Regions from separate parts of the Sus scrofa genome. Here regions 1 and 2 are each linked to region 3. Evidence: chromatin contacts called from public HiChIP or PLAC-seq and promoter capture Hi-C data. All regions are on one chromosome and are shown on one strand. Each heading gives the region's core, a stretch centred on a gene start, on an enhancer-like site or on the middle of the called end of the contact. The rest is flanking DNA. Distances are from core to core; before and after follow the strand shown. Region 1 holds the start of POMT1 (protein O-mannosyl-transferase 1). Region 2 holds the start of UCK1 (uridine-cytidine kinase 1). Region 3 holds the start of NUP214 (nuclear pore complex protein Nup214).

Region 1 (3,166 bases), core at 407-2,906, 330 kb after region 3:
TTTAGAGGCGAAACTGTACTCCAAGCTTTTGACCTCAGGCCTTGCGTAGTAAAAACGGTTTGGGGTTTTTTTTTGTTGTTCTTGAGAGGGTTTTTGTTTTTGTTTCCTTTCTTATTTTGGCCTTTCCTCTCTTTGTCTTTTCATGTAGACCAGATATTTGAAAGGGCAGACGATGGCTAAAGGTGTAACGTGCAGCTTGTTTGGACATTGTTTGGGGGAGCTTTTTACCTTGGATGGGAAATGGAACCGTGGGTTCACCAGGCCGTGATGGCACACTTACCCTTCACCCTCCCTCCAGTTCAGTACCTGTTGTTTCTCCTTTCAAATATGTGATTGTACTAGCTCTTTCCATATGAAAGAATTCTCCTTATTTAAATAAAAAAAAGTAAAAAAAAAATACTGAAGATGAGCATGCTTTTTAGGTTATATGCCCCTTGGCTCTTGTCCTTTGACTAGAGACTTACAGCTGGAAGAGTTTTCCTTAATTTACTTGGAAATGAGGAGTGACCAGGCTGAAATGCCTTAGGATGTATGGGGGGAGGGCTGAAACCTGGCTTCAGTGGGCCTTGGCCCTGCCTGCCCTCACCCCACTTTCTATGAGAAGTGGGTGGGTCAGAGGAGATTGGCATTTGATTTGTCCTGTTTTGTTGTCCCTTTTCTTTTGCTGTAAGTAGGAGAGGATCTTGCTACACTTTGGGACAGGAAAGAACAGGCCAGGCAGGGGAAAGGGTCAAGATCTTGGATTTAGGATCAAGGAGTAGCGCTCCGCCCTGCCATCACTAGCTGTGTGGTCTCCGGAAATACGCTTCATCACTCAAAATCACAACTTCCACAACTGTAAAACGTGGGTTGTGAACAGTACCTACCTCTTGGGCATCGGGGATGCAAAGAGGTCACGGGCAGCAGCCCTTAGGACAGTGCCTGGCACCAGATAAGAATGCAAGAAACTTATAAAATCATCCCCAATTAATTTCAAGGGGAAACCCCGCCGGCAGATTCCCACTGAGCCTCCTTTCTATCGAAGCAAGGTACCCAGGCAGGGGCGGCCCTCAACTCTCAGGACCACACCCACCCCCATTCTTTGCTCCTGGGGAACGTTCTGGAGCCTGGCCACGAAGGAGCCCTAGGGCCCCACTGACCCCACTCCCTCGGATCCCAGGAAGCCCTCTGCGTGAGAGCCTCTCCACTGCCTGGCTAAGTCCAGAGTAACCGGCGCTACGCTGGATGTTGAGTCACCAACACGGGAAAACACTAAAGAGCCGGAATTCCAGTCATTAATTTGCACACTTCTGTCCGTGGGTATTAGCTCCCATAGTCGAGGGGATGGCACTGGGCAGCAGGGTTGCCTGCTTGCCCCTTAACCGGCCAGGTCATTAACCAAAGGTACTAGTCGCGCTGCAGAACTGGCTTGGCCGGGACTGCTAAGGCCGCGCAGCAGGGGGCGGGGGGGGTGGGAGAAGAAGCCCGCGGAGCAGACCCTGCCCGCCTTCGCCTGCGCACGCTTCCGCGCCACACAGCGGGAGGCGGACAGGCTCCCACTGCGTCGTTGTAAAAGGACAGCCGCAAGCTCAGCGTGCACTGCGATCCCGGAGCGCCTTGAGCCCCCCGCTGCGCTCGCCCAGTGCGCACGCGCGCTGCACCCGCGACGGGCCCCGCAGGCGCGGTGAATCGAGTGCCGAGCGGGCCAGTGGGCCGCGAAGAGTGCCGAGCGGCCTCGCCCCCAACGGTCAGGCCCCTTTCCCCCCGGCCCTCGGCCCCCGGCCCCCGGCCCCACCCGCAGGCGGATCCGAGGCGTGGCGGGGAGCGGCTCTGCTGGGACTTGAAACGCGGGTACGTTTGGGGCGTCGGGAACCAGAGCTCAGTCGGGACCAGAGAGCCCGTAGGGGACAAGCGGGCGCGACCTGCGGGGAGCCGAGGCCCTGGCGGCGGGGTCCTGCCCGACCAGGCGGCCCGGCCGAGGGCAGGGGCGCACCGGGAAGGGGGCCTGCAGTTAGATGCAGCCTGTGGGCCCCCGTCCCCGGGCAGGTGTGCCCGGGGCAGGGAGGGCGGCGCCCCGGGGCAGGAGAAACCTTTGGGGAAAGTAGCGCCCTCAGAAGGGCGAGGGAGTGCCCGGTAGAGGCGTGGGGGCCTCCCAGGGCCTACAGGGTCTCTGGAGAGAAGAGGGGTCCTCGGGGCAGACATAGCTGCAGGGAGAGAAGCGGGCATCCAGGGTAGGTATAGCCTATCCGATAGAAGGAGACCGCCAGGGGCCAGATGCTAGAAAGGGGGTGCCCAGGACAGATGCAGCCTTAAGAGAAGTGGAGCCCAAGGGAAGATGGAAATTTGGGGAGGAAGCAGGGTGCCCTATGCAGATGCACCCTCAGTGAGGAAGAAAAGGGGCGCCCAGGGGTTGCTGCTGTCACAAGGCGGGAAGGGAGGGAGGCTCTTGGGGCAGGTGAGGAGACTCCAAGGCTCAGGGGGTGGACGTCACCAGGCTGTAAGCTGGCCACACTGCCCAGGCAGGGAGGGGCTGGGAGGCCATCGCATTGGTTGATGGGAATATTCCGTCCTGAGATTTTTCTTTTCCCTCCCTTCTTTCCCTCCTTCATTCCTTTTTTTTATGGCCGCCCATGGCATATGGAAGTTCTGTGGGCCAGGGATTGAATCCAAGCCTCCACTGCAACATATGTCACACCTGCAGCAACTCAGGATCCTTGAAGCCACGGAGCTTGGTCCGGGATCCGTGGCTCTGCAGCGACCTGATCGGCTGCAGTCACCTCCTCAAACCAGGTTGCTGCCACCTCGGAAGTCCAGTCCTGAGATTCGCGTTCCCACCGCTGTTAACTGCTGGTGCATGCTGGGTCCTGTCACAGCCTCCTGGCGCCTTCAGGAGGCCACCCGCATTCTGATGTTCGCTATTCCCTGCTTTTCCAGGCCATCCTCCCAGGCCCCCTGCTTTTCTACAAGATGTTGGGATTTTTGCAGCGCCCTGTCGTGGTGACGGCTGACATCAACTTGAATGTCGTGGCTCTGACCGTGGTGGGGTTACTGAGCCGACTGTGGAGACTTGCCTACCCAAGGGCTGTGGTGTAAGCCAAACAACTCCATTCCGGGTGAATTAGAAGGAATTGTAATTTGTTCAGCGCCTTGGTGACAGAAATGCCCTTTTTAAACAGCATCAGTGGGA
Region 2 (3,294 bases), core at 109-2,608, 350 kb after region 3:
AACTGACGCTTCTCAGGCCTCCTTCCCGTGGAATGAAGTAAAGATGGGAGCCAGCCACAGGGCGGAATCTTCTAGTAGCAGCAGGCAGGAGCAGCCCGGCTCTTCCCCTTATCCATCCCATCTTGACCTGTTCCGCTGGCCCCTGACCAGACCAGGAAACGGAGCCTCAAAGGCCTCTGGTCCGCGTTTACACGCTGCCCCCCACTGCTGGCCTCTGGAGGACTCTGCCCCCCAGGGAGGGTGGGGAAACGAAAGGCCACAGTGGATGTGGCCTGTGCAGAGGGCCCTTAGCACAGGAAGCAGGGGGACAGCTCCATGACCACAGAAGTTAGGGGCAGAGCAGTGGTCCTGAAGACCTCCTGGGGTGTGGACTTCCTGCGAGTCCAACCCAGGGAGCCACCCAGGGCCCAGAGAGCTTGGGAGTGACCTCCTGGCTCAGGCACGCAGCCCGCCACCGCGGTGATTTCACGGAACCACTCAGGTCTCTTCTTATCCCTGTCCAACCCGGACCCAGTCTCTGCGGTCTGCCTCCTCCCCCACTCCCTCCTCACCCCTGGAGTCTCTCTCTACCTGGATGGTCAAAATTGTACTGTCCCTTCAAGGCCTTGGCCTTCTGCTCCGGGGTCAGGACCTTATAGAACCTGTCTTGGCTCAGGATGACCAGCTTCCGCTGCCTGTGGTCTACTTCATTCTGTCCCAGCAGCTCCATGATCTTCTCACAGACAGTTGACTGGGAACAGAGAAACAGGATCCCCGCCTGGAAACGCCCACCCTGACCCAGCAACTCCCTGAGGGGCTGCCAGACCGGCCAGTGGCAGGCGGGGCTGCACTTGGCGGGAGGGCCTCGGGGCACTGGCTGGAGCCGCGCAGGCCTAGAAGCCACGAGAGGCCAGGCCAGCGGGGAGTCTGGGGTGGCCCCCAGGGTCCAGGGCTCGGCTCCCCCCTCCTCTTGCCTGCGCCGGGTCCAAGCCTAGTCCTCGGGGGACCCTCCGCCCCCAGCCTCAGCAGCTTGGGGCTGGGGTCTCTCTTTGGACAAAGGCCGCATCGGGCCCCGGAATCCCTAGGGACCGGGGGTCGGGGTGACGCGCAGGCCCCGCCGCGCCGCCCAGCCCCTTACCTTGCCGCTCGCGGTGCCGCCGCTCACCCCGATCAGGAAGGGCCGCTGGTGAGGACGGTCCGCCTCGGGCGCCGCGCCCTCGCAGTCCCCGCCTCCAGCCGCAGCCATCCCCGGTGCCGCTCGCCCGCATCGGGTTCCTCGCTCCCGCCGCCACCCCGAACCAGCCGGCCAGCCAGCCCCAGCGCAGAGATCTGAGACGCTGCCCCCCAGCTCCACTTCCGGGAGGCAAGCGGCCGCGGGCGCGCGCGGGGCACGGCGGGACTTGTAGTCCCAGGCAGCCGAAGGCGCTGCGCATGCGCGGGCCGGGCCCGGCCGCTGCTCCCAATGGATGCTGAGCGGCCGCTCCGTGGCAGGTTTTTTGCTTTGTGTTTTTGGTTTGTGTTTTTGCTGCAAAGGACAAAAGTCACTCAGTACCGTAACTAGCTGCAGGCATCTCTAGATGCGGGGCAGCCTCCGGGAAGGTTCCCTCCACCCGTTGGAAATGATCCCCTCCGGACTGAAAGGCTAGAGTGGGGACTTGGGCCAGCGCCAGCGCTGAGCCCCCTGAGCTGGTCGGAAACTAGAACTGGTTTTGCTGCTTCGTGTGCGGTCACCTTGAGCGCGGCTTCACCTCTGCACCTCCCCTTCCCGCTCAGCTCCTGCCTGCATCATCAGGGCCCGACCTCTCCTGGCTGAGCACAGCCTTAGCCCTGCCTTGGCTCGCCCTCACTTCAGCCCAGCCTACACACTGGCCACCTAGCACTTTGTAGTGTTTTCTAACGCTGTCACCTACCCGCTCCCCCGCTAGAGCCTTCCGTGGCTCCCTGCTGCCTCTGGCAGCAAGTTCCTGGCTTCCTCAACCTTGTGGGCAGAAGTCGTCTTTTTAGATTCAGGCAGGAGGCAGGCCGTGAGCCAAGAAACAGCTGGGTTCCACCTGCACTCTCAGTGCCTGGCACAGAGAAGGCAAATACACATTGACTCAAATTGTGTATTCCCCCCAATGGTATCAAGACTCTCTTTGCAGGTCTAGCTCCTAATGTCTTGTGAGCTCTCCATGAATATTTGATGATGTTGCAATTTGATTCAGGAGAGACTATTTCAACATGGGGGCATCAGGTGAAGTCACTGCCCATGTGACTGCAGAGGCATTAACCCATCTCGGGAAGGGTTACAGGACAGTTCTGCTGATCAGAGAGGGTACAAGGAGACGCGGGCCTCCTGAGCCCTGGGACCTGGGCAGAGGGAAGCTGATGAAAGGGCAGCTGACCAGTGTGGGAAAACCACCCCCTAACTGAGAGGAACTCTAGCTCAAAACAGGGAGGTCCATTCCCACGCTTCCGGGCAGCACGGTGAGGTTGGACACCAGGCTCTGGGGAGAGCTGGGTTCCAACCTTGCCTCTGCTGAGTGACCTTGGCAGTGATGTGGCCATGGTGTCCCTTACATCTCAGATGTTAGGGGTGAATGTAATGACTGTGAAATAAACACATACAAATGGAACCCGGGGCACCCCATGGTGGCAGAGGTTCAACAACAGACCCCAAGAGGAGTTCCCGTCGTGGTGCAGTGGAAATGAATCTGACTAGGAACCATGAGATTGCGGGTTCCATCCCTGGCCTCGCTCAGCGGGTTAAGGATCCAGCGTGGCCATGAGCTGTGGTGTATGTTGCAGACACAGCTTGGATCTGGTGATGCTGTGGCTGTGGTGTAGGCCGGCAGCTGTATCTCTGATTGGAACCCTAGCCTGGGACCCTCCATATGCCGCAAGTGTGGCCCTAAAAACAAACAAACAAACAAAAAAACCAGGCCAAAAGAGAAATTGAAATAGAGAAGTCATTCTTGCAGATCTTGAAGGAAGGCTAAGGCGTGGCTGGAGGGGCGTGGCAGGGAGGTGGAGGCAGAGTGGGGACACAGAGGCAGGCTCCGGGGCACACACCTTTATCAGGGTCACGGGTGGAGTGCTTTGGGGTTCTTGGCCTAAGGCTGTGTTGGTCAGTTTGAACCAAAGGAGCGAGCAGGGTTTGGGGAGCGGCTTGGAGGGTCTTTATCTAAGGGACGTGTGAGGGGAAGGCGCGGATGGCAGGAGAGCGTTGACCACCAGGGTGGACGTTGGCTTGTGACTCGCAGGCTGCTCTCTAGGGCCTGCGCGTGTGTGACGGGGCTAGTGTCAGTGTCGGGTCTCTGCAGGCTGCTCGGCCAA
Region 3 (3,150 bases), core at 347-2,846:
AAGCGTCCTCATTGGATAGGGAGTGTCCTGGGAAACCCCCTCGGTTCCTTCACGTGTCTTGGAACTCAGCTCCTGGGTCTCAAGAGTGGTCCCTGGAAAGGGTGTGTGTGTGTGTGTGTGTGTGTGTGTGTGTGTGTGTGTGTGTGTGTGTGTGTGTGTGTGTGTGTGTGTGTGTGTGTGTGTGTGTGTGTGTGTGTGTGTGTGTGTGTGTGTGTGTGTGTGTGTGTGTGTGTGTGTGTGTGTGTGTGTGTGTGTGTGTGTGTGTGTGTGTGTGTGTGTGTGTGTGTGTGTATTTCAGGTTGTGGCCATTAGCTCTAGGACTCTTATTTTTCTGGCCATGGGCTCAGCTTCTTAGAAGTTCCGCTGTTTCCTCTCTGAAAGACCAAATCTAACTAATATAACCAGCAACTTGGGGGCTGCCAATATGGCTTCACCCCTGCCATTGGAAAGGAGGGAGTGTATGGGGCAAATTCAGGTGGATGCAGTATGTGTGTATGTATGCATGTGAGTGTGTGCGGTACCAGATATCTCTACAGAATGGAAATAAAACAAACTTATCAACGTCTTGATTGGTGTATTTTGGGGGTGGTTCTGGGCCTTAGTAAACTGAGAAGCACTAGCTGATATAGTGACAGACTAAAAGAATGTGTCCTGTGTGCCAGGTGCTGTTAAACGTTGAACTTCCTTTGCTTCTCATAGCAACCCCATGAGTAAGGTTCCATTATGTCATTTTTGTTTGAGAAATGAGAAGCAGGCTTGGAGCAGATGAGGAGTCTGCTGAAAACCAAGCAGTGACAGAATACGTACCCCTCCCCCCATCTTCCCGGGAGCTGATCACAGCCTCCAAGCTAAGAATCTCTGTCCTAGAGCATTTACAGTTCCACTGCAAAAATCTCTACGTAGGACTGTGTCATAGTCAGCAATCAGTATATTCAGACAAGCCGAACTCTAATCCTGCCTTCACCACTTGAGGGGCACTGGGGAATTTTCTTAACTCCTCTGTGCTTCCAGTCACCTCAATCAATTAAATGGCAGTGACAACCCCTAGGTGACTACTGAAGAGTAAACAACACATCTAAAGTGTTTTGTGGGAGTTCCCGTTGTGGCACAGCGGAAATAAATCTGGCTAGTATCCAGGACCATGCGGGTTCCATCCCTGGCCTGGCTCGGTGGGGTCGGGGATCTCGCGTTGCTGTGGCCTGCTGTGTAGGCTGCCCGTTGTAGCTCTAATTAGACCCCTAGCCTGGGAACTTCCATATGCCACACAGGCGGGGCCTAAAAACCATAAATTAAATAGTGTTTTGCCCAGTTTTTGGGCCCTTGCACCGGAAACGATTACCTTGAAAGGCGTAAACAAAGCTAATCACTGGTGCCCTCTAATCTCCCCTTTCAGCCATTAGACACAGAAGAGTCTCGCTGGCGACACCCACCTCACCAACTTCCCGCACTTTTCCCTCCACTCTCCCGGCCTCCAAAGCCCTTCTCAGGAGCTGCCCCTTGGAAGTATTTGTCAAGTTCCTAACTTCTCTACAATTGGAGCTATTAATAACCACCTACATCCACAGATTACAGTGTCGTTTCCATTAAACGAGCGTGGAGGCCCTGCAGGTGCACCGCTCAAAGAACGAAAGCGAAACCGCGCCACCTGCTAAAGCGGCTGCTGCAACCGGACCTCCCGCGCGCAGGCGCCCCAGCTCCCGGGCCACGCCCCCTACTCGGTCCAAGCCAGCCAATGGGAGGCGGCGGCCAGGAGGGCTCAAGACTTCAGAAGGGCCCTCAGCCTCCCTTCACAGGTCCGCGGACCGAGGAGCTTGACGTCACCAATGCGCGCCGGAAGTACGTAATCTGCGGAGCGCTGCTCAACCTGAAGAAAGGAAGTTGGCCTGGAAGCGCCTGGGTAGTGTTGGCGAGGCCCCGGGCAGCCGCGGTGGCTGCTTTGACCAGTTGAGAGCGGCGAGATGGGAGACGAGATGGACGCCGTGATCCCCGAGCGGGAGATGAAGGTCAGACACTGGCCGGGGCCTCCCCCCCTTTCTTAGTTCAGGTGTTGCCTGCGAGACGCGAGTGTCGGCTGCCCCGCCCCCCGCCTGCAGCTCGAACTGTTTGCCGGGCTCACGGTTCTCACCAACGCGTCCTGGAGAGCTCTGCCGTGCCGCCGGCGTAAAAGCCCCACTGAATGCAGTTTTGCCGCCCTAGTTGGTCTTGTCTGAGCTTCTTGAGTTATCCTAACTACGCTTTTTTTTTTGGCCGCGCTCGCGGCTTGCGGAAGTTTTTGGTCCAGGGATCGAACCCGAGCTGCTGCAGTGACAACTCTGGATCCTTTAACCGCTAGACCACAAGGGAACTCTTCTCCTACCTACTCTAATGTGGTGGTCGGAGTAGTGGTCATAACCACTGTGTATCGAGCGTTTGCTTTATGCCAGGCACTGATAATTATCACAGCAACTTACGAAGTGCTTGTTAATATAGAGTAGCAAGTTGAGGCTCAGAAAGTAACTTGCCCAAAGCCTCATTTGACAAGCGTGCAGAAATTTAGGTGTTTGTCGTTAGTGTTTTCAAGACCCTCTCTCAGGTGCCAGTACTTCTGTAAGGTGGTCCAGGCTTGCCCGTTCATCACTGAACCTTGTAAGAGCTTTAGTTAACTGGAACTGGAGGACTCTTTTGGTCCTGGAAATCAACCTGAAGTCAGAACACTTGAGCGGGCCAGCTGAGCCAAATGATGAGAGGGAATTCACAAGAAAACAGGACTGTGTTGTAGGAAGACTTTAGGTATCTGAACAACTAATCACTGAAGTGCATTTAAAGCGTAGTAATCCATACCATGTTTAGAGCTGTGATGCTCTCTTTCTCCTTGAGAATCACTGCCCTGGATGAGCCACCCAGTGAGTGTGCCATGTTCCTCAGATATGCTGGGGCAGAAGGATGAAGAGGTTTAAGAACAACCACCTTCCTGGGTTACTGGTTACAAGACCCAAGTAGGGGAGTTCCCGTCGGGGCCCAGTGGAAACAAATCCGATTAGGAACCATGAGGTTTCGGGTTTGATCCCTGGACTCACTTAGTGAGTTAAGGATCCGGCGTTGCTGTAACTGTGGTGTAGGCCAGCAGCTGTAGCCCCGATTGGACCCATAGCCTGGGAACCACCATATGCC

What was found. Promoter capture Hi-C pulls out the DNA fragments that hold promoters and counts their contacts. HiChIP or PLAC-seq counts read pairs in DNA pulled down with a chosen protein or histone mark.
Region 1: a contact with region 3 is called in a promoter capture Hi-C map of fetal liver, with 3 times the contacts expected there. The contact joins the promoter of POMT1 here to the promoter of NUP214 in region 3. A contact is called at or near these places in 1 of 5 promoter capture datasets (fetal liver) and 2 of 2 datasets of contacts at active chromatin or transcription factors (alveolar macrophages and skeletal muscle).
Region 2: an H3K27ac HiChIP or PLAC-seq map of skeletal muscle shows a contact between it and region 3, with 3 times the contacts expected there. The contact joins the promoter of UCK1 here to the promoter of NUP214 in region 3. A contact is called at or near these places in 2 of 2 datasets of contacts at active chromatin or transcription factors (alveolar macrophages and skeletal muscle).

The regions. Positions count from the first base shown.
Region 1 is chr1:271,430,540-271,433,705 of Sscrofa11.1, forward strand. POMT1 (protein O-mannosyl-transferase 1) reads left to right here and starts at 1,657. Exons shown (of 21, transcript XM_021070519.1): 1 at 1,657-1,830; 2 at 2,681-2,769; 3 at 2,914-3,068. The coding sequence starts at 2,947. It overlaps PRRC2B (protein PRRC2B), which reads left to right. Exons shown (of 33, transcript XR_002337933.1): 33 at 1-397.
Region 2 is chr1:271,452,453-271,455,746 of Sscrofa11.1, forward strand. UCK1 (uridine-cytidine kinase 1) reads right to left here and starts at 1,359. Exons shown (of 7, transcript XM_003122250.4): 1 at 1,118-1,359; 2 at 571-730. The coding sequence starts at 1,225.
Region 3 is chr1:271,102,242-271,105,391 of Sscrofa11.1, forward strand. It overlaps NUP214 (nuclear pore complex protein Nup214), which reads left to right and starts at 1,597. Exons shown (of 35, transcript XR_002337892.1): 1 at 1,597-2,003.